2 separate regions of the Sus scrofa genome follow, and region 2 is linked to region 1. The links are chromatin contacts, called in public HiChIP or PLAC-seq maps. All regions are on one chromosome and are shown on one strand. The core of a region is the stretch at or near the end of the contact, and the rest is flanking DNA. Distances in the headings are between cores, read along the strand shown.

Region 1 (3,208 bases), core at 499-2,998:
TAAACGTAACATGGGAAAGTGGAACTCCGCTGGAGTTCCCATTGTGGCTCAGTGGTAATGAACCCGACTAGTATCCATAAGGATGTGGGTTTGATTCCTGGCCCTGCTCAGTGGATTAAGGATGTGGCGTTGCTGTGAGCTGTGGTGTAGGTTGCAGATGTGGCTCAGATCCCGCGTTCCTGTGGCTGTGGCGTAGGCCAGCAGCTGCAGCTCCGGTTCGACCCCTAGCCTGGGAATTTCCATATGCCATGAGTGTGGCTCTAAAAAAGACAAAATTAAAAGAGTAAATAAATAAATATTAAAAAGAAAAATGGAGCTCCCTGACACCATTTTTCCCAATTTCCATTCACCAGCTTCCATCTTGGTGAATGGCAACTCCATTCTTAGAGGTGTTTGGATTCAAAACTAGGAAGGATCCTTTTTATGTCTTTTATACCATTGGTCAACTTGGCCTTCAAAATATATTCAGAACTCCACCAGGGCCCACAGCCTCCTCCCCCGGTGTCACCTCTTTGGTCCATGTTTTGCATGTCTCACCTGAATTTTTGCAGTAGCCTAAGTAGGCTTTGTGTTTTCAACCCTGTGCTTTTATAATCTCTTTTTCACACAATGGACAGAGTGATCCCTTAAAACACAGGGCAGATCCTCATCCTCCTCCATTCAAAATTCTCTAGTGTCTTCCTATTTTACTTAAAGTAATAAGCCAAAGCCTCTGCAATGGCCTATAAGGCTTTTTGTGATCATAACGTTATTTTTCTCTATCTTATTGTATATGATGATGTATATATGTATAATAAATGCTTATAAATGTATATCTATGCAAACACATATTCATATGTTTTATTTATCAGTAACTTATTTTCTAAGTGGTGTAAGGGAGGGGAAATCTCTTTCCAAGCAGAAGGCTCAGGAGTTCCCATTGTGTCTCAGTGGTAACAAACCTGACTAGTATCCATGAGGACGCAGGTGTGATCCCTGGCCTTGCTCGGTGGGATAAGCATCTGGCCTGGCTGTGGCCGTGGTGGAGGCCAGCAGCTGTAGCTTAGATTCAACCCTTAGCCTGGGAACTTCCATGTGCTGCATGTGCAGCCCTACGAAGACAAAAATTAAAAATAAAAATAAATAAGTAAATGGAAGGTTCCTTTTCCAGTTCTATTTGTGGGTTGGAACACCCATTCCCCCACTGACGGGGTATTCCATCGTGAACCTATCACTCGCTTTCTATCTTTGTCTAATTGTTGAGTTTTAGGAGAGCTATCCACTTGATAGATCATACAAGATAAACTTGTGTTTGTGTTTGATTTGGTACACTCAGTTCTACACGTGAAACTATAAAAACAACTTGAATTACCATTGGGAACTCATTATGGAGAACATTTACTTATGTCCCTTTAGCTGATAGGTCAGGAACTAATTCTGCTTAGGAGATGGTGACTTAAATTTAAAAATCCCCTTAGCTGCAAAACTAAGCCTAAAACAAAAACAAAAACAAAACCCAACCAAAAACAAACCCTCATGGCTTTGAGGCCGCTGGTTTTGATTTACTTTGGTATTCTGTACTTTGCTGCTTTGGCTGCTTCGAAGAAAATTATCACAAAAATGCTTATCAAATTTTAAAAGCCTGTAAGGATGTCATCTGGAGCGAAATCCTTGTTTACGTAACTCGCGTTCAGTGTTCAGGCATATCAATGAATGCTCTAGGCCTCTGGTGTTCTTTTCTCCCTTCTGGACTTTTAGTCTTATCTCTATTTATAACTTCAACTGGCAAACAAGAACCCGGCAGGCAAAGGAGATTAAACTCCAGCCAGTTTGTTTTGTGGGTGATGAGCAGCACTGCTGAAAAGTTTGCTGGAGCAGGAACGTGTACTGCAATATTTGCTTAAAAGGAGGTGTGTAGAATTTTCAGTGGTTTTCTTTTGATAAAAATTTTTCTCCTGCTTATTGCTCTATGTATAACTGAGGGTCAGCCATAAATCACAAAGTGAATCACTTCCAACTTACCCACATCCACAGAGACAAGAATGGAAAATCTGGTCTCTTAGATGAGTCTTTTTTTTTCTTCCTCTCCTCTGCAAAGAGTCTAAGTCTTACTCCTCTGGACACCTGGCATTGGCAGCCAGAGAAGGGCCTGGAGTTCATAATATATACCTCTCCCAGATAATTTTGCTTTACTCGGTGGCAAGAATATAATCCAGAAATGAAAATTTTTTAGGGCAAAAAATAGACAGAAAAAGAGAGAAAGGATGCTATGAGAAAGTATTGTGCTTCTGGTAAACTTTTCAAACCAGCGCATTCCTTTCCATTCAGTGACATTATGTCCATTAAGAGTCTGTTGGCATTGGTGAACTTGATGAAACATTGTAAATCAACTATACTTTACTAATAAAATAATAGAGTTGGTTGGCATGAGTGACTAAACCCAGAGTCTAATCAAACATCAATTAATTTGCTGTGTGGCTTTAAGAGGTCCATCAACCTCTCTGGGTCAGCAGCTTTATTCGCAGAAGAATCTTGGACTAGGTGACACAGACAGTTCCAGTTCTAAAATACCAGGACCTAAAGCTGGTAACAAATCAGAGAAATGCAGCAGTTTATTTTTAGTAAAAGAAGATTGATAGCAGCCAACAACTCTCAGTGGGCCCGCTTAAATCCTTCTCTCTCCAAATTCTGTTTTTACCAAAACTGTAAACTAAAGAGGGTTTGTCATGCTTTGAACTTCCTGGCTGGAGTTGATTTGTATCAATATGTTACTGTTACACATTTGAGTGGGAGCCCAATTACATTTCATGAAAACTGCTTAGGAAAAACTAATAAAATTGTAACAACCCCACTTTCAGTGGGTATTGATGGCATCAAGAAAACAAAAAAGCCTTTGCCATTTTCAGGCAGTTGCTCTTCTAGCTAGACTGAAAATATCATGGCCTTAGACTCCACTCACTTGTTTAAACATTAACCAGCAGTGGCTTTCTCGGGCCCCTCCTCGAAATCTTGAAGTGCCTACATGATTTGAACCAGGTACTCACAACCCCCCAAAAGTCCTTTTAAAAAACAGCGCACATTCTATAAAGTCATAGCTTCAGAAGGCTTTCAAGGAATTGATTATTCACTCAGCCACCAGTGAGGCACAAAAAGTGTACCCTCTCTCTTACAGTGGTGTCATTTGATGATGAGATCTTTGGCAGTTGCCTCAGGACCTTTGGCGATTCCT
Region 2 (3,208 bases), core at 521-3,020, 96 kb before region 1:
AAATAGTTTTTAGAGCTCTTTTTCTTACTCCATAACTTATATATTTTTGTCTTCATCAGTATAGTAATGTATAGTATAAGCCTTATAAATCTGAACTTTTCATACTCATGTACTATACATATCTGTAACACAGGTTACCGTCTCAAATATACTAAAACAAGTTTAGAACTTTTAAAGACAAAAAAAAAAAAAAAAAACAAGCAGTATATTCTCCTTGACATATTGGAGGTTAGCAGAAATGTTTCATTGATTTTTTTTTATAACTTTTAATGCATCCCATTTGTGGAGTAATGAAAATGTGATGATAATGGCTATGGTGTAAGCAAATTTGTATCCTTAACCTGAAAATGACTTTTCAGAGGTTTCATTGTAGTGGAATCAGAATTTGAGACTTGAGAGGGCAGAGGTTTCCCCTGATTATGGTGTTTAGATTTGGGCTGAGAACTCCTTTTTCTCTACTTAGGTCCTCTTTAACTGACACGGTTTGAACGAGTTGTTTAGCAGAAGTTTTTAGTGCTAATTGTCATAGCTGCTGAGCTGTAAACATTTACGCTTCTAACAGTCAAAGAAATTTTTTTGTGTGTCACTGTGCATGGCACATTGTCCTTTATCACACCCTGAGCTTTGGCCTCCTCTCCCTGAAGTATTTATAGTATCTTCTGTATTTATATTATTTCTATATTTTCTTCTCATTACTGACTTTCACATTAGTATTATTTAGGCCATTTAATCTTCCACTATTAGTAATATTCCACTATTAGTAATATTGTGTTACGTTGCTCTGCTGGGCTTTTAAAATATTAAGTATTCCGTTTCTTTAGTGGATATGTATTGTATAAGTCTGTAAGCGATTTTCTCGTATATTATTGTTGCAACAAATCCACTCTGCTTTGCCTTTATTCTTGCGTTTCTTCTCTGATGGAACACAGCAAGTTGTCTTAACTCTTAATTACTCTAACTAGTGTAGCAACACAAGTGCTTTTGAAATAAGTAGGCATGCCAATGCGAGAGTGAATTAATATTTTACAGCCTTTGCCTCATGTTTGACTGTTCTCTGCACTTGAGCAGAGACTGTAATTTGGACTCTATAAAACCTTATCTGCCAGGTGATATGTAAATAGGATTGTGTGTGCACACGTCGATTTGCAAGCCAGCACTCTCTCAACTGTTAGCTCATAACGCAAGCACTCTGCAAATCCCTGGTCCCCGCACCTTGTTCACAAATGATGATCAAGTATTTTGATGCCTTATTTGAAAACGACGTTACTAGATAACACCAGGATCACCCCACCCCTTAAAACATGTACTGTGTGAGAGTAAACGGAATTCTGTGCGCTTCTATTTAACGTGACCCCTATTTATATTTGTAACTCAACAAACTTCTTAACGGAGGGATAGTGTCTGCTAAGGACTTCAAGGATGTTACAGTCCAGAACAGCTTTCTTCTTCCTTAACGCTTACTGATTACCTGTGGGGAAACCAAGGCCCAGAAACCTTACTTCTGCCTCTAGGTCCCAGGCATGCAGTAGATGCTTAAATAAATACTTGGTGAATGGGTTAGCTTGAAGGAAGCCTATTTTGGCTACTGTTCATTACTTTGAAAAGTGTTGGAAGGCAATCGAAATTATTTTCCTTTCCAGCTGGGCTGTGCTCTTAAAAATAGTGAGTGTGTATGGATGAAAATAATCATGAGATGTGTTGCCATGTACCCAAGGATAATTGGCTCACTTACCTGTTTACAGATTATTCACATTGGAGATCATATTCATAGCTCCAGAATAGTTTCTTTCTGACACCCAATATAATCCTGGGCCTTCTCCTTCCTACTGTTACCTGGCGTGGGCTTAGGAAACCCAAACTAAATTTAAAACCAGCCTAAACAAATATGCAGATCAGCTCCAGTAATCAAAGACTAAAAAATCAGCCCAGCCATGACCAGTTGGGGGAGTCTTTTATAATAACAGTGCTACCGATTCCATGTAATGTGGACAGTTGGGAACCACCAGTATTTTAAAATATTTTTTGAAGAGATAGGGCTGGCACCTATGTGAGCCGTTCAAGTCCTCACCTTCTTCCATTTCTATGCGTAGGTCTTTACCTCACAAAAACTACTACAAGCACCAAGCTCCCTGATGGAAAGGTATATGGAAGCTTGATTCTTTCTCTCTTTCATTCATCCATTCACAGATTCACTCATTCATCATACAGTGGGTAATTTTTCCTTAACCATGAACAGGATGTTGTGGCAGAATGAAAGTCAAGTAGACATACATTCAGTAATTAAATCATTGACAGTTTAGCGGAAAGTCTAGTGAGTCTGTGCATACTTAAAATTTTTTTTTTTTTTCCTGCATTCGATTCTTTTTCTTTCTATCCCATTAGACTGGTGTGCTAATAACTGTGGTGTTTCATGATTCTCCCTCAGGTTGCATGTTGATGGTATAATATATGCCTCATGAAAATTAGACTCTGGCTCAATTACTATTCAATCCATGCCCATTTTCACCTGATTGTCCTGTGATTACTCTGATGTGTTTATGAGGTGATTGGTTAGAATCATTACAGAAAAGCATGACAGTAGCTGGCGCACATGGGGCGACCACGCTCTTAATTTGATTGAAGGAATGACCTTTTTTTGTGTGTGTTGGCCTCCCTCCGAGCCCTATGGAATAGAACCAGACCTGCCTTTTGCGCTGGCTGGTAGCTGTGTGATTCTCAGAACACCATGCAAAACGTGATGTTCTTCAAATTTAGATGTCAGTGCTTGGACGCCTTCAGGTGGAAATGGTTCTTAAGGCCACGTGTTCTGTTTTTCATTTTGGATTTCCTCTTCTGCATCCCCCGGACCCTTGCAGGCCGATCGTGCAGCAGATCGCCAGGGTGTCCCATTCAAGCTGCAGATTTGTCTGTCATCGTCGGACGGCGGCGGCGGCGGTGGCGGCAGCGGTGGCGGTCCCCTCTTCCTCGTCCGCGGCAGGGAAGTGTGTCTCACATCAGGTGAGAGTTTTGCCTTGCTCTCTAGTTTCCATCCGAGGATAAAGCCTGACGTGGGAAGATGTCCTACTGGCCACGTTTGCGCCCTTTGTAGCCGTGGAAGATCTTTGCAGACCGTATGTGTGGGAATTGGAGACATCGCCGAGGTTTTTTTCAAACTCGGATTCGAAGGATCTCTCTTTTTGACTTCTTTGGTTTAGGAAGTGGTCCACGT

What was found. HiChIP or PLAC-seq counts read pairs in DNA pulled down with a chosen protein or histone mark.
Region 2: an H3K27ac HiChIP or PLAC-seq map of skeletal muscle shows a contact between it and region 1. The contact joins two enhancer-like sites. A contact is called at or near these places in 1 of 5 promoter capture datasets (liver), 6 of 47 Hi-C or Micro-C datasets (embryonic fibroblasts, epiblast stem cells, heart right ventricle and 2 more) and 2 of 2 datasets of contacts at active chromatin or transcription factors (alveolar macrophages and skeletal muscle).

What each region holds. Positions count from the first base shown.
Region 1 is chr7:12,617,076-12,620,283 of Sscrofa11.1, reverse strand. The region is part of intron 2 of ATXN1 (ataxin-1); the gene reads left to right. Among named protein-coding and RNA genes, the nearest start is that of ATXN1, 110 kb to the left of the region's middle. Within about 2 kb of position 1,748, at least 5 of the 83 cell types and tissues checked have an H3K27ac peak or open chromatin away from gene starts, as enhancers often do. A contact at or near this core is called in skeletal muscle, where this site is marked.
Region 2 is chr7:12,713,518-12,716,725 of Sscrofa11.1, reverse strand. It overlaps ATXN1 (ataxin-1), which reads left to right. Exons shown (of 8, transcript XM_021099774.1): 2 at 2,856-2,997. Among named protein-coding and RNA genes, the nearest start is that of ATXN1, 16 kb to the left of the region's middle. Within about 2 kb of position 1,770, at least 29 of the 83 cell types and tissues checked have an H3K27ac peak or open chromatin away from gene starts, as enhancers often do. A contact at or near this core is called in skeletal muscle, where this site is marked.